Regions from separate parts of the Mus musculus genome. Here all the other regions are linked to region 1. A link is a contact called in public Hi-C and promoter capture Hi-C data. All regions are on one chromosome and are shown on one strand. The core of a region is the stretch at or near the end of the contact, and the rest is flanking DNA. Distances in the headings are between cores, read along the strand shown. Region 1 holds the start of Avpr1b (arginine vasopressin receptor 1B). Region 2 holds the start of Mapkapk2 (MAP kinase-activated protein kinase 2). Region 3 has its middle 7.9 kb from the start of 4833413N01Rik. Region 4 holds the start of Mfsd4a (major facilitator superfamily domain containing 4A). Region 5 overlaps Eif2d (eukaryotic translation initiation factor 2D). Region 6 holds the start of Nucks1 (nuclear casein kinase and cyclin-dependent kinase substrate 1).

Region 1 (3,112 bases), core at 292-2,791:
GGAGCAGGGATTACCGCAGGCGGGAATGGCTGTCTTCTGTAAATAGAGAGCATAAGGCACAAAGGATTGAAATAAGAAAAACTACGGGGCTGGAGAGATGGCTCAGTGGTTAAGGGCACTGACTGGTTAAGGGCACTGACTGCTCCTCCAGAGGTCCTGAGTTCAATTCCCAGCAACTACATGGAGACTCACAACCCTCTGTAATAGGATCTGATGCCCTCTTCTGGTGTGCATGAAGGCAGAGTACTCATACACATAAGAGAAATAATGTTGTTTTTTTTTTTAAAAAGAAAATTATAAACTAAATCTAATATTTTTCCTTAATGGACACTTCTAGAGTGAGTTTGCATAGAGGTGGGAATGATCCAGCACAGAGGATGAAAATAATTGGCTCACAAACAGCGAAATTCTGGAAGAAGTAGAAGCCAGGGCTGCAAAGCACAAAAGATGAAGAATTTGTGACATGCACGGCAAGAAGAACAGTCTAGAAAAGATACTAAGTGGTTATGTGGGTGCGTGGTTTGGTCAAGGGGTTCGAATCAGCTTTGATTTAAAGAGCAAGTTAAAGGGATCCTGCCTTCCATGAAAGGCTTTGATCATACTGTTGCAGCTCCTCGTGAATTCTAACCTACCTAGGGAGTCCTAACAGTGTGAAATTCCGCAAGATAAAGTGAATTGCCCAACCAATACCTTGTGGTGCCTGCCGTGTAGACTTTCTCAGGGCCAGGTGGTATTTACTTGTTTGCAATCAGCTGCTGCCTTTCAGACAGCTCCAATCACATCAGCTTTGGTGAAAATAATGTAATTATCTTAGTTTAACTTAGCTTCTGTTGTGGCACAGAACAACTGCACACTGGTCTGTTCTGGTTCTGTGCTGCTGGTGACTAGCTCTGCAACCTTCTGAGTGACATAATTTCTACAGAGTGGTCAACGACACCCCTAGCTCATGAAATGTATCCCCAGAGAGGCTAGAAGTTCAGATTTAGCCTGGAGATGCAAACTCTATTTGGAATTTCTCTAATCACGCCAGACTCCCGGGTCTAGCTCCTTCTATCATCTCCTGACACACACCCCCAGGTCACCCAGTCACAAATGTCCTCACTTTTCTTCTGCCTCCACAGCTCCAAGTACCTATCCTAAGAAAAATGGCTGTCACATCTGGTTTTCCAGAGTGGGTTTCTTCAGGGCATGCTTCTCAGCCATTTGAGATCTTTCACACATGCCTAGGGCTCCCCGCAGCAGCACTGTTGTGTTTGGGAAGCTCTCTCTCTCTCTCTCTCTCTCTCTCTCTCTCTCTCTCTCACACACACACACACACACACACACACGCAAACTCACCTGTCTAACGAGAGTTGAGGGATCAGGATGGCAGTGTAGGTGAGTTTGGTGCTCAGTGGATCCTGGCTGCCAGAAAGAGCTAGCTTCTCGCTTCTCCTACATTTCCCTGATCCTCCTCCTCTACAGTCCCACCCAGCTCCTCAGCCCCTCCCCTCAGTACCCCCTGTCTGAAGAGAGCCACTGAGTCTCACTCCACCCTCCTCTGCAGGAGCCAACCGACAAGCGGCAGCCTCTGGACTAGGAATCCAAGAGCATAAAACGCTCTGAGCTGCTGCGTCTGCTCATGCCTGTGTTCAGTCTGCTCATGCCTGTGTTCACCCTCCGGTGAGAGCGCGGTGGGAGCACGCCGTGGCTTGGCAGGGGTTTCCAATACCTGCAGGCACCGCCCATGGTCCTGGACCTCACCTTCAAGACAACTTAGAAACGGCTACTCTCTCCGATTCCAAAAGAAAGTTTGGACAAAGTAAATTTGGGGTGGATTTGGGAGATGGCAGCTGCTCCCTTTGCTTCCTCGGTGTCACCTCTCAGAAGCCCCCACTTCCAACCTCCTCCAACCTTCCCATATTAACACCCACCTCCCAGCCCGCCTTTTCTTTCTTTGATTCCCCAGCCTCTATGGGGTCCCGGTTCTGCTCCTTACTCCTTTCGTTCTCTCTGTCCCTGTCTGCTGAACTATCTCACCTGTTTCCAAGCCTTCACTCCACCGTCACCCCTCACCTCCCTTCTTTCCCTCCACCTCTAACCTTTCTCTCTCACTATCCAACTTCTTACTTGCACCCACACCGTCCCTCCATCCACCTTCCCCTCCTTCTCTCCCTCTAAACCTAACCATGGATTCTGAGCCTTCTTGGACTGCTACCCCCTCCCCTGGGGGCACCCTGTTTGTCCCCAATACCACCACACCCTGGCTGGGTAGGGATGAAGAGCTAGCCAAGGTGGAAATTGGTATCCTAGCTACTGTCCTGGTTCTGGCCACAGGAGGCAACCTGGCTGTACTACTGATTCTGGGCCTCCAGGGCCATAAGCGCTCCCGCATGCATCTGTTCGTGCTGCACTTGGCCCTGACCGACCTGGGCGTGGCGCTTTTCCAGGTACTGCCTCAGCTGCTCTGGGACATCACCTATCGCTTCCAGGGCTCTGACCTCCTCTGCCGGGCTGTCAAATATCTACAGGTGCTCAGCATGTTTGCTTCCACTTACATGCTGCTGGCCATGACGCTGGACCGGTACCTGGCTGTCTGTCACCCTCTTCGAAGCCTCCAGCAGCCCAGCCAGTCCACCTACCCTCTTATTGCTGCTCCCTGGCTGCTGGCTGCCATCCTCAGCCTCCCTCAAGTGTTCATTTTTTCGTTGCGAGAGGTGATCCAGGGCTCAGGGGTGCTGGACTGCTGGGCAGATTTCTACTTTTCCTGGGGCCCGCGGGCCTACATCACCTGGACCACCATGGCCATCTTTGTGCTGCCCGTGGTGGTGCTCACAGCTTGCTATGGCCTCATCTGCCACGAGATCTACAAGAACCTGAAAGTCAAGACACAGGCTGGCAGGGAGGAAAGAAGGGGCTGGCCCAAGTCCTCATCTTCTGCCGCTGCTGCAGCCACTAGGGGGCTGCCGTCCCGGGTCAGCAGCATCAGTACCATCTCCAGGGCAAAGATCCGAACCGTGAAGATGACCTTTGTCATTGTGCTGGCCTACATTGCTTGCTGGGCACCTTTCTTCAGTGTCCAGATGTGGTCTGTGTGGGACGAGAATGCCCCTAATGAAGGCGAGTATGTGGG
Region 2 (3,112 bases), core at 395-2,894, 500 kb before region 1:
CCAACCAACTCCTTTCCTCGCTTAGCTAACTCCCCAAGAGCTTATAGTTTGTTTGCTTGTTTTTTAAATGTGATGCAGAAGATGAAAACAGCAAAACATCATAAAAACTAAACTTATTTTCCCCCTACAAAGTACCAGGTTTCGGTCCCGTTGACCGTGTATGACAACGGCCTCACGCATAACTCAATCTATCTGTACTCTAGAATAGCTGAAACAAAGCAAGTTGTGTGGGCTGAAGGGGAAGAGCAAAATATAACACAGGAAGTACTTTGCTCCTCCAATCATTGAGACACCCCAGGAGAAAGAAACCTGACAAGTGACCTTTAGAGATATGGTGTAACCTGAAACCCTTGAGAGAAGAAAACTTTGCAGTGACCCTGAATGACAGCCTTCCCTGCTTCACTTGGACCTTTTGAAATCCCCATTCTCCACTACCACCGACAGAAGCAGAGACGGGTAGACCCACAGAGATTAAGAGTGGGTTTCCCAAATGCAGGAATAGTATTTCCTGCCTTTGAGTCTCCGGCTACCAGGGACCAGTGTACCAGCACTAGGCCAAGCCTGGCTTACAGACAAGGTTTCCTACGGTGGAGGGAGCAATGGAAACAGCCCGGCGCAAGCCTAAGGGGCAGCGCAGGCCAGGCGCTGGCGGTTCCAGACGATCGCGGGGCACGGAGGCGGGGTCCCCAGTCTCCAGTGCCGCGCCGCTCCGCGCCGACGCGCCCCACCGCTGCGCGCCGACCTCGCGAGGCCGAGGAGAGCGAAGTCACATTCCGGCTCCCAAATAAGGAGTAGGGTTAAGGAAACCTCAGAGAGCGAACTTCTCCAAACCGACCGACCAACCAGCTCAATGAGTAAAGGGCCTTTTGTGCCCGCAGAAAGGAAGGAGGGAGGGAGGACGAGGCCACCGTGTCCTCGGCGCCGGGTAAAGCGAGCAGAGGCCGTCCGGGTCCCAAGAGTGGCCACCAGGCTGGATCCCACTCACACCCCAACATGGCAGTCCCCGTGAGTCCTCTCGGGTGCCGGCCACTCGCGGGGTGACCGGAAGCTGCACCGGATCTCAGCGCGATCCCGGGCGGCCCAGACTTACCTTTAGGGCGAATTTTTGCTGGGTTCTCTTGTCGAAGATCCGCAGCACCTTCCCGTTGATGCCCAGGCCAAGCACTTGGCTGGTGACCTTGTAGTCGTCGGTGATGGCGTTCTTTCGGATCTGCAGGCCCGACTTGACGTGGAACTGGGGGAACGGCGGCGGCGGCTGGGCCGGGGCTGGCGGTGGAGGGCTGGGGAAAGGCGCCGGCGGAGTCTGGCCCGGAGAGCCCGACAGCATGGTGCCCGGCGACTCGCGCGCAGAGGCAGGGGCCGCGGCCGCCCCCTCCTCCGGCTCGGGCCCGGGTCCCCGCCACGCCCCGCCCGGCGGCGAAGTTTGCTCCGGGCTGGAGCCGGCTGCCCCGCCCCGGCCCGGCTCCAGGCTCGGCTGGTCGCGGGGCCCCGTGGGTCCCGCTGTGCGCCGCGGGCGCCCACCAGCCCTGCTCCCTCCCCCCGGAGACGTGCGCTCCGGGGAACGCGGGACGGCAGGGCCCGGCCGGAGGAATCGCCGCGCCGAGAAGTACCAGCCCGGGGGCGGCGGCCGCGTCACAGGCTGCTCGGCGTCCTGGGCTAGTCCTTAAAGGGGAGGATCGAGGGTGGGGCTTGACTGGGAGGCGTGGACATGGGGGAGGGGTGGGCCTTAAAGGGGAGGAAGTCCAGTGGCGGGAGAGCTTAGGGACTGCGAGCAAGCGGGCTTGTGGAGGGCATCGAGACATCCTAGTTCTTAACCCGGGCCGGGCAGAGGGGAAAGGGAGGAGGGCAAAAGAAAAGCTGCTGGATAGTTCAAACAAAACCCTCACTCCTCCAGCTGCTTGGATCTAGAAGACAGGTCATCGGAGAATTGGAGGAGATGTATTTTGAAAGAAACGGATAATTGATAAGAATCTTTCTACGTGGACTCTGTGGGTGGGGGGTGAGGGGTACCCGAGCAGAGCGAGAATCCGGGGGCCAGGACTGGGGGAATAAGAGAGACTATTCATCCTAGGATCAGGTGTCAGGCAATAGTAACAATTTCCTTAACATACTTGTGAGTTTTACTTTTTTTTTCTCTCATGGACTTACTGGTTTTCACTGAGAAGAATGTACTACTGTGATACCACGAACAATTTAATTATTATGAATTCGAACATATTTTTATATAAACCCAAAATGACCCAAGATGGAATGGGGCACTCTAGCCACCTGTTATCCCGGCTATATGCAGGAGACTGAAGCAGGAGGATAACAAGTCACAGGGCCAGCCTGAACAACAAAGACAGACTCTGTCTTAAAATACCCACAAACTTCATGTCTCTCTGGGAGGTACACTTATACATTTGTGTTCTTAATTCATTGCGATTATAGAGCAAGGGGAAGGGCTGGGAAATGGTTCTAGAGTTGGGGAAATGGTCCCTGCGGCCATAGCCAATAAGTAGTCCTGAAGCAACCTAGTTCTAGTACAAATCTCTGGGCCTAACTGGCCTGTAGCACTGCTGAGATCCACAAGGGTTTGACTGTTACAGCAGTTAAGAAATGAGACAAAGGAACAAGATAGATACAAAGCTCTGGTTTACTTACTAATACAGACAAATTAAAGATGAGACCTGACCCATGGTCACACAAAGTCTTTAATATGTCCCAACAAAACTCTGGAGACGAGACAGTGCCCTGAGAAAAGGGCGTTGGAGACATAGCCCAGGATGGCAAGACTCATTTGCTGTTCCCTGTTTAGATTTCCGGAAGATACTTGTTCCAAGGAAGACAGAGATGAACAGGTGGAGGACTGTAGGCCCCCTCTTGAGATCCAACTCACTATGGATCAAGGAGACAAGCGCTTTTTCAGTGCTCAATACTTCTCGCTCATCCCTGTGGTGATAATTCTAACTGGGGGGGGGGGGGGGGGGAGGGGGATAGATGCAGTAGTTGGGTTAGCAGTGTGGCAGATACAGACCTGGGAATAGAAGGCACATTGGCTCTCCTCAGTCTGCAGCTGGGTAGATTCCTTCCACACTGAAGACAAAGCTACACAACGCCCTGTTTCAAAGGC
Region 3 (3,112 bases), core at 314-2,813, 490 kb after region 1:
AACTCTTCATCAAAGGGAAACCAGGAACAGACTGTCTTATAGGCAGTTAGGAGGAGTGTCTCAAAGCTCATCCCTACAACAAGGCCACCCCTACTCCAACAAGGCCACACTTCCTAATAATGCCACTCCTTGGGCTAAGCATATTCAAACCACCATAGTCCTAATTCCAATTTTTGGATACAGAAGAGCTGAGACCCCCTACCTCAGCACAGTGCTGCCTTGGTGCCTGCCTATGTTCCCTCCATTCCCTCACTGCCCTTCCATGTGATGACCAGCTGCCTTGTCCATATCAGAGTAAGGATGGGCCCCACATTCACTATTGAGGATTTAATGAGTGAGCTCCATTTGTCTATGGCCTGGGAGTCTCAGAACTTAGCTACAATCTCTTGGTGAGACCCAGTGTTGGAGTTTTGAAAGTCCCTGGTGATACAGGGAGGCAGGGAACCTTCTAACCTGGTAATAGTAGGAATGAAAATGGAGGCTTGACATGGGGGTTCAATGCTCAGCAGGCTGAGGCAGGAGGATCACTGCAAGTTTTAGGCCTAGTGAGTTCTAGGCTAGCCTAGGCTACAGAGTGTGACCCTATCACACTTTTCTTTCTTTTCTGAGTGTGTGAGAGGCTTGAGTACAGGTCTGTCAGAGAGGCCTCTATCTGCTCCATATCAGCAGAAGAGACAGGACCCAGTGTCGGGTTGCTGGGATGGTCTGGAGTCCTGTGCATTTTCTAGTAATAATGAGAATGACATCTTAAGACATTTCTGTCTTTATATTTTAAGGTTTTCTTGTGTAAGACACAGCCCAGTGTCCAATGCCTAATGACGTCATACTGTTTCTGGAAGGCTTTAGTCCTTGAGATAAGAGAAGAAGTTTCATATATTGTGGCCAGGAGAGGTGAGGGACATATCTTCCTATCAGAGAATATGAATTAAGGGCTCAGAGGTCCCCGTGATGGTTAATGTTGGTTGTCAACCCTACACATCTGGAAAGTGAGAAATTGCTTCCATCAGATTGGCCTGAGGGCATGTCTGGAGGACACTTTCTTCATTACTAATGAATGGCTGTATGAGGACCCAGCGCACTGTGGGTGTGCCATACCTAGACAGGTGGGGCTGTACTGTCTAGGCAAGCTGAGCAAGCCAAAGGAAGCAAGCCAGTAAACAGCACTCCTTCATGGTCTCTACTTCAGTTCTTGCCTCAGTTTCCCTAGCCTTGTCTTAAAAGGCAAAAGGAAAGCACCTCTGTCCTCTATCTACCTCTACACACACACACACACACACACACACACACACACACACACACACACACACACACACACTAACACATGCAAACACATACACCATGCACACACAAATCAACCAAACTTACAGGAAGCAAAATTATTTAGTGAACAGGAACTAATGGTTCTCAGAGTAGCAGACACAAGGAGCAATTGGGCACTGTTTGGCACAGAGCTTCCGTGGGATTCATTGTGGTTATGTGCACATTGTGTTTCTCCTCAGTTTTAACCTTTGCCTGCCTGAGGTGTTCAGCCAGTCGTAACAGGTGGAAGTTAAAAGGAGCAGACAGACCTTCTCTGTTTTGTCAATGAAATTAGACATGGGCCAAGGGATTTAATGAGCTGTAGGCCAGCCAGTGACTCAGTGCCTTGTTTAATTCTCATTTCCTTCAGGGACCTCAGTTATGGCTTTTAATGCCACCGTACAGTTAGTGAAGTTAGCCCAGGGATAGAGGAAGTTGATTGTCTCTGGGGCTCTAGTGCCCTCGGGTGGGGCAGTTTGCTCTTATCTTGGAGTTAGCTTGTATTTGTAAGAGCCTGTGGGCTCCTTGTTTTATTGCTTCACTGGTATTTATATAAAAACAACAACTTTAAAAGAGGCCAGACATTTAATCCTAGAATAAGGAGAGGTATTATAAACTATACTGCGGAGGATAGGCACATATCCAGTTTGACAGGAAACTGGATGACGCTGTCTTTCTTTGTGTGACTGTCTGGCTATTGAACTGTATAGGCATTGTGCTGGAGCCTTATTATTATGGCGCCCAGGACCTGGCATCTGGCCTTGACTTGGGACACCTAGAGATCTTCACAATGCTGACTGGCTTTAAGGAAAAACAATGTATAAGGTTTGAGAAGATGCCAGATGGTCTTCAGTTTAAAAATAACAATGTTTGGGGTCTAGAACACTTACATTGACATTTATATCCTATGGGTAGACCTCCATAAGAAGCCAAATCTCTGCTCACAGATCTGTGTTATTGAATGTTCAACATAGCAGCCTCATGGCAACGTGATAGCACGTTCTGTGGGGAGCCATTCTGGAGGAGCCGGGAATGCTGGATCAAGGCTTCTCCTGGCTGCAGGTTAAGTCACAGCTGTGGCAGAAAGCTGCGGGAACTTGTCAGTTGTTCCTTCCTTTCTGAATAGATCCTTTGACAGCTGGCGTGGCCTTTAGAGCTCTCTCAGAGACACTATGGCTCCTCTTCTGTGTATGACACCAGCATTTTCCCTGAGAGTGTTCAAGACTGAGTAAGTGGCCCTAAGTCACCCTTTTCCTTTCTACTGTGACGGTCAGTGGAGGCTCCTTGGGAGTTACTTTTGAGACTTTGTGAGGCTCCTTCGCAAGGGCTGAGGTCCTGTGCCTCTCAGCTTTCCAAGGCTGCAACCCTTTAATACAGTTCCTCATGTTGTGGTGACCCCCAACCATAAGATTATTTCATTGCTACTTCACAACTGTAATCTTGCTACTGTTATGAATCATAATGTAAATATCTGATATGCAGGGTATCTGATATAGAACCCACCAAAGGGGTGGAAACCCACAGGCTAGAATCCCTGGTAGAAGACACTGCTAGGGTTATAGACCTAAGCCTCTGACCCTGTCATGAGACCTGCTTGTGGATCTCACATCATTGAGGCAAGTCCCTTATTAAATGTGTTCAGTGAATTATACTTCTTGGGATTTATGTCTAACTCGAGTGTCCCCAGGACAGAGCTGTGTGAGGCCTGAAGTTCTAAGGATGCTACTGTAATGCGTCGTTTCAATGGAAAGAGAGGCCCATTGGTCAGGCAAACTTTATATGCCCCAGTACAGGGGCACGCCAGGGCCAAAAA
Region 4 (3,112 bases), core at 266-2,765, 470 kb after region 1:
GATGTAGGGGAAATGAAAATAGTCACTCTCCAATTGCTGAGGTGCAGCAGGCTCTGGATTGCTTAGACTGGGGTCCATTTTATACTGACACCTGTGTTGCATCGTCCCACAGCTGCACACCCTTTGGCCTAGAATGGCCTCTGCACAAGATCTTTTATTCTATCTATCTATCTATCTATCTATCTATCTATCTATCTATCTATCTAGTTTTGTAACAGACCTCCCAATTGTGGTTTTGCAGTCCAGATAATTGCTCCTTTAGGAAGTAGAACAAGGAAGACCACACAGCAGCCTCTGGTGTGCAAACCATTCATTCCTCAGCTCTAGGTCTCAGTTCTAGGTCTATTCCTGGCTGTACAGAGACTGAAGGCTGCTGACTTTCTAGAAATATCTTCAGAGGGGTTCCTACACCAGAAAAATGGGGCTCTGCACGGCACCCAAAAGGGTAATATTCTGAGTGCCAGGGATAGACCAGAGCTCTGTCCTGACAGAAGCCAGGGAGAAGTAACAAGGTGGAGGGATACATTAGGGGTATTCTGGGTACTAGAGATAGAGGATGGATGAGAGGCTCTACACTTCTCTACCTGGCCCAAGGGCTCAGCCTCCGCAGGCAAATGCTGCAGCCGAGTCCTGTCTCCCTTAGGAGATCCCAGGAGCCTCACCATCTTGGTAAAGGGATCAGCTGTATCAATTGATGTGGACCTATTATGAGTGGAATCACCAGTGGGTTCCTAGTCAAACCACAGGCCAGCCCTGTCACTGAGAACTGTCCCCTGAGCTGGCACCGCCAACTGTCTTCCCCTCAGTGCCAATTCCACCTCCGGCGCCGAGGCTACAAAATCTCAGAGGAACAGAGCAATAAGGGTCTTACGCATCTCTGTACATTCCATCACTCTTTGGCTGGTGGGCTCGGTGAGCGAGGGCGAAAGGGTTCTGAGCTCTCTCGGGACGAGTGAGACAAATACATAGCCCAGATGTCACCTTCAGTCCCGAGAGAGTTTTCCGGGAGAGCTTGTAGTGGGGGAGGGAGGCAGCCCCTGGGCTAAGATCCAGCCCAGCTGGGCAGGTGGTCACAGCTGCGGGGATGTGGAGGGGCGTGCGGGGCGCGACACTCACGTCCTCTTGAAGACACCCCCGAGGGCGCTGCCCAGCAGGAGGCAGAGCTGCTGCGAGAAGAAGACCCAGGAGATCTGGGGCAACGAGCTGTGCGTCTGGCAGCGCAGGTCCAGAAGCGTGGGCCCCAGGAAGGCGATGCACAGGCCGAAGCTGAAGAAGACGCTCCAGTAGGTGAGCGTGGGCTGTAGGTTGCGGCGGAGCAGCTCAGACACCCGGCCGTCGCAGCCCATGGCTCGGCCGGCAGCTCGCAGCGAGCCCAGGGCCGAGTGCCGCGGCCAACCGGAGGCCGGGCGGGGAGGAGAGGAGAGGAGGGGAGCGCCGCGCGGCTGCCCCGCCCTCGGCCAGCGCGGGGACGCCTGGAGGTCCGGGGCGTCGCGGACGCACGTGTCCCGCCGCCGGGACCGCCCCGCCTCGCTTCACGTTCCTGGGGGCCCCACGTTGGTTAATTCACCCGGGAGCGCGACCCGCCAGCTAGTGCTAAAGGCTCCTCGCGCCCTACACCGCGCAGCCTTTCAGCCTGGCGATCTGAATCCACATCACTTGGTCTTGGGGTGCTGCCGTTGGACTTCGAGGGTCTGCCAGCGCGGCTCTCTACCTCCCATGCCCTACTCTCTAAAAGCAGTCCTATCTGTACATGACTTTCTTGTGGCTTTCATTTGGAACCTCAAGGGGTCCGGTACACTGTCATTTGGAAAAACAAAAGCAAAAACACCAAACACTCCCAGAAACTTGGACATTCGTTTTACTGCTTTTAGGTGCTGGGATTGACCCCAAGGCCTATAACATGCTAGGCAAGTATCCCCAGTCCTAGAAATTTAGGTCTTCTCCATTCTATGCTTTGGGGTGCGGGGGTATCACCCTGCACCTGTTCCATCACAGGTGAGGAAGGCAGTAAGGCCAAGCTCTGTTTAGGGTTCTATTTCTCCTTCCCAATGCAGTGAGGGAGGGCAGGAACCCCAGGACTCGCAGAGGAATTCTGAGATGATCCTCCAGGCAGAGTTCTCTTCCCACTTGAAAATGCCTTGACAGGGTGGAGGGGTTGTTTACACTCCAAGACCCTGATACCGACCCGACACCCCCACAGCCCTGGACAGTGGTGTATGGTCCTGCTCCTGAGGGAGTTAGGATCCGGTGCCCACACCAGAACCTAGGAGCACAGCAGTTAAGGACCTTCAGTGTCTCCTTTGCCAAGTGTCTTAATAGTGCTGGAGGTTGTGACATCGTGCCCACAGAAGTGTTTGGCTGGGTGACCCCATGATACCTTGGCGTGAAGTGGAGATAATCAATTTCCTGAGCAGGGACACTACCTCAGAGTGCTACCCCATACCTGTCCTGGACTGTGCATCAGAGGAAGGCTCCAGTTTAAGAGTCCCTCTGGCTCATTTACTCCATGGGTGATGGCATAGACTAATTTAATGGCAGTAAAGGTGGGATTTATAGTACATGAAATAAGGTACAAAGTTATCACCTGAAAAAAATATAATCATTAGCCACTGCTGTGAAGTTCTAGAGGAACAGCAGCTCAGAGATGGGAAGGGTGACCTGGGGCTCAGACCCTTATCTCCTCCCAATTATCCCTGTGGTAGGTAGCTTGATAGCTTTCTTCTGTTGATGGAGACTTGCTTGCCGTTTACTTTTCATTTCTTAAAACATCGTTTTTAGATTTGTCTATTTTATGTATGCTTCACCTGTCCGTATTTATGTCTGTGCACCATGGGCATGCCTGGAGCCTATGGAGGTCAGAAGATGGGGTTAGATTGCCTGAAACTGGAATTACAAATATTCGTGAGCCACCATGTGGGTGCTGGGAATCGAATGTGTGTCCTCTGCAAGAGCAGCCAGTGCTTTTAACTGCTGAGCCATCTCCGCAGCTCCTGCTTGGCCCACTCCCATTGTGCATCAGCTGTGGGGAGGATGAGTCTTGCACTAAACTGAAATGTTCCTCCTTGTAACTGTTCCCCAGAGCTTCCCACTCGGCACCTGTTAGCTCCTCCCT
Region 5 (3,112 bases), core at 396-2,895, 430 kb before region 1:
CCTGCTTTTGCCTGCTGTCTCCTTGCCTTGTGTGCCTCATAGCCCTGGTCTTGTCTGTCCTCACAGGCTCACTGGCTCAGCTCAGGGGTAATGCCCATTTCCCTTTGACAGTGGCAACACTTACCAGCATTGGTGCTTCTCAATTGTGTTGATGTTTCTGATTAGTGTCTAATCAGACACTAATTTTTTTCTGTAATGTCTGAACCCTCTGCAAAATAGAACTTGAGATAGACATTGTGTCTCAACTGGCACATAGCACATGCATAATAAGTAGAGTTATCTCATGCCTATGACAGTCCACAGCAATTCACGTCCATCATTGAACTCCTGTATGTGAAGAGCCCATGTGGTGGCTCGGGACTAAGAAGAGACAGAAGAAAGTAGAAGAAAATGCACCTGAACAGACAGGCCTTTTCACTCAGTACATGTAGATCAATGGCTCTTAGCCTGTGACTGTGATCCCTGTGGGGCTAGAACGGCCCATTCGTTGGAATTGCCCAAGACTACCAGGGAAAACAGACATTTACATTATGATTCATAACAGCAGCAAATACAATTATGAAGTAGCAATGAAAATAATTTTATGATTGGGAATCACTACAAGTTGAGGAACTATATTAAAGGGTCACAGCAGTAGGAGGGTTGAGAACCACGGATCTAGATGTAGCCAGCAGGTATAAATGACCAAAATATACCTCAACCTCTGTGGTAAATGATCCAACTGAGAAGGTGTCTGTCGCCAGAGATGAGCTTGAACAGGATGTGGAGGGCGTGTCATGTATTAGAACAACAGGGACAGCAGGATAGGGAGGGGCAGGAGGTTACAGGGCCCAAAGGACATGGGAAGCAGGGACGGACGGGCAGTAGGGACTTGAGACCAGGCTCCGCTGAAGATTTTCTTTTTGGATTGTAGAAGAGTATCGGCTCCCTGGAAAATACATCCAAGGCCTAGAAAAGGCCCCCAAACCTGGCAAGAAGTGACAGACTCATTTTATGCAGTGGACCCCATGGGAACCCAGGTTCTGAGCTGGTAACTGATACGAGCAGTTTTGGCTTTTGCAAATAAAAACTGTAATTCTTTACTGAAAGCTTTTATTTCTAATCTAAATCGGAATCGCTCTTCTGTTTTCCTTAGTGAAAATGTCCTGTGGTTTCTGTGATTTAGTTGGTGCAGTATGATAGGAGCAGGGCAGCCCATCCAGAGTGCGGCAGGCAGAGTGCTCCTGCTTACTGCTCCTACAACCCAATTAACCTCCTAGGCCCTGCCCTGTTGTTCCTTCCTGCCTGTGTAGGGTTTGTCCCCTGGAAAACAGCCTGGCTATTTCTCTGCTGTCACTCACAGCAACAAAATGAATTAACTCTAAGCTGCAGCAGATTTTAAGCCAGTAGACATAAGAGCAACAAAAACACAGAACATGGGTTTCTATGTGACCTTTGTTCTTCCCCAGTTGTATACAGCACGCTGCCACCAATGGCTAGTTTGTGGTGTGATGCCAAGATGGTTGGTAGCTTTGCTGTCGTTGAAGGCTTAGATGAAAAATGTCTCCCTTAGCCCCAGCGTCTTAAGCTTGGGTTCCTGGACAGGCTCTTCAGTCAGTCTGCAGAGGACTCAGGAACTTCCTAAAATAACTGCACAAGGAAGGACCATGTGTTCTTCTGATCACAAACGAGTCAGCGGACGCCAGCAGTGTTTAAAGCCATCCCTCATTCTGCTTTGGTCTGTGCAGGTCATTTCTCTGTCTAGGGCTCTTGGTGGAGACAGTAGTAAGAGCTGTGCAATTATATATACCTATCTTTTTAAACACTGAGATAAAAGAGGCTTGTTCATCTACTGTCTACCAAATAACCCATTTTAGACCTGGAAAGAAAGGAAGGAAGCAAGAGAAGAAGGAAGGAAAAGAAAGAAGTGTTCTTGCTCTGAAATCAAGAACAGTCCTTTTCACTGAGAAGTGAACGCCTTAATCTCACGAATTCTGTCTACGTGGACATGCACATGTGGAACGTGTAAGTGCCCTGCAGGAGCTCACTCTAGCAGGACCCTGCTACAGCCAGGCCTTTGCACAGGGCATCTGCGCCTGAGGAGCAGCGAGGGAGCAGGAATGACAGGTGTCCCTTGTCAAGCACTGTGCTGCCCTCTCCCGTCTCACTGCCCTCTCCTGTTTTGCGTGCTCTTGGAGGGGCCGTGCTGTGTAAGTTCTGCTCCCTGCTTGAGATGCAAAATCTGTGAAGGGCTTGCTCTTCACTGTGGTTCAGTGGCCCTCTGCTGTGCCTGTGTCTGTCCAGGCTCGTGCTGGGCAGTTTCTACATCAGCACTGAATCACCTTCCTCTCCCCGCTGTGAGTGGCCTGGAGATGTGTAAGAGGGTGAAGCAGAGTCAGACTGGAAGGAGTTCTCTTTGTATTTATTAGCCATTTTTGTTTTCTTTTTTGAGAAACCTCGTTAGTTCCTTACCCCCCCCCCTTTTTTTTCTTTTTTTCTGAGACAGGGTTTCTCTGTGTAGCCCTGGCTGTCCTGGAACTCACTCTGTTTGTAGACCAGGCTGGCCTCGAACTCAGAAATCCACCTGCCTCTGCCTCCTGAGTGCTGTGATTAAAGGCGTGCGCCACCACACCCGGCACCTTAGCCCAGTTTTTAAAAATGGGTTTTTTTTTTTAACTTTCTGGTTTTTGATTTTTTTATTCTGGATTTTACTTCTCTATTCAATGTGTAGCTTGCCAGGGGATTGGGCAAAGATTCTGTCGGCTTCCTCTTCACTTGATTTCCTTAGCTGGTTGCCTTAGTTTCTTATGCAGGAAGTCCTTTCTCTGTACCTGTATCTGCAGGAGCCAGCCTATGTTTCTTCCAGCAGTTTCAGGTTTCACATTTTCTACTTGGTATTAGTTTTTGTGTAAGAAGATGGAGCCAAGATGATAGGCACTAAGTCTGGGCAGGTGGGCCAAAGCCTGGTGGGTGGGTGGAGGCTGTATGTCAGGAATGACCAAGCTGGGCTGGTTCAGTGGATGTGGGACTGGGGTAGATCTGGGGATTGGGCATGATGCATGTAGTAGGGGGCCAGGCAGATCCCCCTGGCTGACCCTAGTACAAGATGTGCAGGACCAGGCTAGGCAGAAGT
Region 6 (3,112 bases), core at 227-2,726, 310 kb after region 1:
GCTCTGGCAAGTATTGAAATCGATTTACAACATCATAAAGTGTGTTAGTTTTCTATCCGTATGACTTGAAATATCAACTTACAAGAATACATTTATTTTTCTACAGTTTCATATGTTTCCATTGAGGGCTGCTTGGTCCTAGGGCTTTGTGTCTGTAGAGAGCAAGAGCATCATGGTGAAAAGCATTTCAGCAAAGTGAAACAGATGACATTGTGTTTACAGGCTGCAAGCAAGAAAGACAGAGGGTGGTCAAGTCAAGGTTCCCACATCATGTTAAAGTGCTCACTCCTAATGTCCTAACTTCTACCAGGTCCTGCCTCTTAAATCTTTGGCATATGGGTCCCTAGGGAACATGGAATCCAAACTATAACAGGAAGTAAATCCTAGATATTAATACAAAGATACTGTGCTCTACTTCTGATTTAGGCATTCAGTCTTGAGGCAACTCGAACTACTTTTTTTTTTTTAAGATTTATTTATTTATTATATATGAGTACACTGTAGCTGTCTTCAGACACACCAGAAGAGGGCATCAGATCTCATTACAAATGGTTGTAAGCCACCAGGTGGTTGCTGGGATTTGAACTCCGGGACCTCTGGAAGAGCAGTCAGTGCTCTTAACCACTGAGCCATCTCTCCAGCCTCCCTGCCCCCCCCCCCCGAACTAATTTTATCTTCTATTAAAAACGGAACCTAACACTTAAGCCCAGACTAAAGGCCTTTCAACATAGCACCTTGTTTAGTTCTAGTAATAAGGTAGCCTTGTATCCTACTCTACTCATCATAAAACTGAGGTGCACAGAGGAAACCTAGTTAAGTACTAAGTGGTGGACTTAGAATTTTGAAGCAAGCGTTTTGTCACCAGTCTCCCTCTTAACCATTAATCACCTCTTTCTCTTTGAAATGCTAATATCAGAAATTGAGGTTTTAATGAGTGTTAAGTAGCTCTCAAAGATCAGATTGGGTAGAAGATATTCCTTGTGAACCCAACTCTCTACTTCAGCAGCGTGACTGAGCCCTGGGAGGTTAACGCTGAAGTCAGAGTACAGGATTTCTAAGATTAAGGTCAAATTTTTGAACCTAAGTAATTTCCCTCCAATTCTTAAGTGACGAATCTGCTGCCTATCCCATGAGTCTTGCAATTAGCTGATTTGCAAAATAATCAAGTCAGGAGAAATTAAATCCATTACAGAACCACCTAGTCCACAGAGAACTCTATATAAATCAGGTTATTTGGCAGGGGGTCCAAGATATAACCCAAGCCGAATCTGCAGCTCTGGCGTGGAAGACAGGGGGCGGGCAATCGGCGACCATTTTTGTTTTGCGGCCGTGCGCTCTCAGCGCATCTTGACTAACAGGACCCCATGGAGGAGGCGGGGCCTATCCGGGAGTGGGGCGGGGCTGGGAGGCGTGATGATTCAAATGGACTAATGACTAGGGCGCATCTGACAGGAGTCACCAATGAGCGGGCGTGCTGGGGCGGAGCGCACAAACCCTACGGGGTTTGGTTGCACCGCGGCTTTGGCGCATTTTCGGCTGGTTTGATTCATCCATTTTGAAGAGACGGGGGAGCGGGGGGCTCGTCAGATCCAGGGACCTCAAACCAGCAGCCGCCGACTCTTGAGAAGCCAGCAGCCCGGGGCTCGGCAGCAGCGGCCCCGCCGGCCGGAGCGGGGGGGTGGGGCGCCGAGTGCGCGGGGAGGGGGGTCCTGGTCCTCGGCTCCTCGACTTGGTCGCGCCTCGACAGCGAACATGTCTCGGCCTGTCAGGTCAGTGCGGAGTCCAAGGCCCGGGGCGGGCCGAACGGGCTGGGGTGAGTGGCGAAGGACCTGGGCAACGGGCCTGGAGTCGTGCTCCTGACTACCACGCGCGGCCTTCTGTCGGGGGCCGCGCGCGCCCTTGCGCGTGGGTGCTCGGCGGCGCGCAGGATGGCGGCGGCGCGCACGGGCGCGTCGCCTCCACCCCGCAGGGTCCGGGTCGGCTCCGCGGCCGCCCCCACCTCCGCCATGGCCCTGGCGTGGGCTTGGCGCGCACCAGGCACACCATAGGCCGCACCCCTGGGCCCTGTTGGAGCCTACGGCCGACCCGGGTGCGAACACGGAGGACTCGGTCCTCCAGAGGCTCGCCGGCTTAGCGTTTTGGCGAGCGAGTTGCTTGTGCCCCGCCGCCCGGCCCCGCCTCCATTCTCGGGGTCGCGGCAGGCCCCGCCTCCTAGCCCGGCCTGGGCGGAACCCACGTTTTCCTTTCCCCTTGGGGCAAAAGTGAGTTTTGACACTGAGCCCCGTAAAATAAGGGCCACAGCCTCTCCCCACTTGGGAGTTCTGAACGCATTAACCCCAAGTTTTCTCTTTCCACCGCTTGCAGACAAATGCCCTTCCTCCAGGGACGTGCTTGTTAACCCAAATCCCGTGTGGTTCTCGTTCCCCCTCACCCCGCAGTACGCGTCTCTTGCTACTTCTGTAACCCTCTCTTTCCCCGTGTGACGTTAATCGTAAATGGACTACGATCCACTAGCGATCAGACTTTTATTCACATGGCTTCAAGAAGTTTTCGGTTTCCCCTCACTCGGTGGGCTCCCCTTTAATGCCCTCCAGAGCTGTTGTATAGAATGTGGCTTGGGTGGAGGGTGTGGTTTAGTCCAATCTATTAAGGCCTGAGAGACAGAGGGACAGAGACCGAGACCAAAGTCAATAGATGTTACTTGTAAAGGAGCTTTACCTGGCCCCATTGCCTTTAGTTCTTAACTATTTTTACAGTTATGAATTCATTTCAAGTTTTGGTATCGAAAGTATCCCAATACCAAGGAGAGGTTTGGATCTGGCAACGGTTTTGTGCCCCACTATGTCTCCTTGACAAGATAATCTATTGGTGGTAGATTACCACCCCTCCCACTCGCGAGAGGGAACTGCGGAGGATGAATTACCTACCAGCTTGCTTTTTCCATTCTGTTTTAACCTGCACCTCCAAATTACCATGTCTTCTGTGTGATGTTTGGGAAGTAGTCAATATGACTGTTCCAGGTTATAGTGAGTTCTTTGAGGACATAAATCTAACCAAACTGTACCACCAACTCAAATTACTTTTTTCTAGACAGGGTTTCTCTGTGTAGCCC

The links. Promoter capture Hi-C pulls out the DNA fragments that hold promoters and counts their contacts. A called contact is a pair of places that touch in the nucleus more often than the background predicts. Capture Hi-C pulls out chosen DNA fragments and counts their contacts.
Region 2: a promoter capture Hi-C map of stem cell-derived epiblast-like cells shows a contact between it and region 1, with 4 times the contacts expected there. The contact joins the promoter of Mapkapk2 here to the promoter of Avpr1b in region 1. A contact is called at or near these places in 6 of 39 promoter capture datasets (cranial neural crest, embryonic stem cells, second pharyngeal arch cranial neural crest and 1 more), 7 of 115 datasets of contacts at active chromatin or transcription factors (bone marrow-derived macrophages, embryonic stem cells, large pre-B cells and 2 more) and 1 of 9 other capture datasets (embryonic stem cells).
Region 3: a promoter capture Hi-C map of pre-B cells shows a contact between it and region 1, with 3 times the contacts expected there. The contact joins the enhancer-like site here to the promoter of Avpr1b in region 1. A contact is called at or near these places in 4 of 39 promoter capture datasets (the 3T3-L1 cell line, liver and pre-B cells), 1 of 484 Hi-C or Micro-C datasets (liver) and 1 of 9 other capture datasets (embryonic stem cells).
Region 4: a promoter capture Hi-C map of pancreatic islet shows a contact between it and region 1. The contact joins the promoter of Mfsd4a here to the promoter of Avpr1b in region 1. A contact is called at or near these places in 3 of 39 promoter capture datasets (embryonic stem cells and liver), 1 of 484 Hi-C or Micro-C datasets (liver) and 1 of 9 other capture datasets (pancreatic islet).
Region 5: a Hi-C map of bone marrow-derived macrophages shows a contact between it and region 1, with 18 read pairs. The contact joins the enhancer-like site here to the promoter of Avpr1b in region 1. A contact is called at or near these places in 1 of 39 promoter capture datasets (the C10 cell line), 1 of 484 Hi-C or Micro-C datasets (bone marrow-derived macrophages) and 1 of 115 datasets of contacts at active chromatin or transcription factors (regulatory T cell precursor).
Region 6: a contact with region 1 is called in a promoter capture Hi-C map of adipose tissue. The contact joins the promoter of Nucks1 here to the promoter of Avpr1b in region 1. A contact is called at or near these places in 1 of 39 promoter capture datasets (the C10 cell line), 1 of 484 Hi-C or Micro-C datasets (large pre-B cells), 1 of 115 datasets of contacts at active chromatin or transcription factors (embryonic stem cells) and 3 of 9 other capture datasets (adipose tissue, liver and macrophages).

What each region holds. Positions count from the first base shown.
Region 1 is chr1:131,597,573-131,600,684 of GRCm38.p6, forward strand. It overlaps Avpr1b (arginine vasopressin receptor 1B), which reads left to right and starts at 1,542. Exons shown (of 2, transcript NM_011924.2): 1 at 1,542-3,099. The coding sequence starts at 2,169.
Region 2 is chr1:131,096,199-131,099,310 of GRCm38.p6, forward strand. It overlaps Mapkapk2 (MAP kinase-activated protein kinase 2), which reads right to left and starts at 1,645. Exons shown (of 10, transcript NM_008551.2): 1 at 1,091-1,645. The coding sequence starts at 1,327.
Region 3 is chr1:132,083,873-132,086,984 of GRCm38.p6, forward strand. No RefSeq gene overlaps it. Among named protein-coding and RNA genes, the nearest start is that of 4833413N01Rik, 7.9 kb to the left of the region's middle. Within about 2 kb of position 1,564, at least 33 of the 459 cell types and tissues checked have an H3K27ac peak or open chromatin away from gene starts, as enhancers often do. A contact at or near this core is called in pre-B cells, where this site is marked.
Region 4 is chr1:132,066,547-132,069,658 of GRCm38.p6, forward strand. It overlaps Mfsd4a (major facilitator superfamily domain containing 4A), which reads right to left and starts at 1,516. Exons shown (of 10, transcript NM_001114662.1): 1 at 1,117-1,516. The coding sequence starts at 1,346.
Region 5 is chr1:131,172,391-131,175,502 of GRCm38.p6, forward strand. It overlaps Eif2d (eukaryotic translation initiation factor 2D), which reads left to right. Exons shown (of 15, transcript NM_001136070.1): 15 at 914-1,081. The coding sequence ends at 981. Among named protein-coding and RNA genes, the nearest start is that of Eif2d, 21 kb to the left of the region's middle. Within about 2 kb of position 1,646, at least 14 of the 459 cell types and tissues checked have an H3K27ac peak or open chromatin away from gene starts, as enhancers often do. A contact at or near this core is called in bone marrow-derived macrophages, where this site is marked.
Region 6 is chr1:131,908,982-131,912,093 of GRCm38.p6, forward strand. Nucks1 (nuclear casein kinase and cyclin-dependent kinase substrate 1) reads left to right here and starts at 1,477. Exons shown (of 7, transcript NM_175294.3): 1 at 1,477-1,769. The coding sequence starts at 1,753.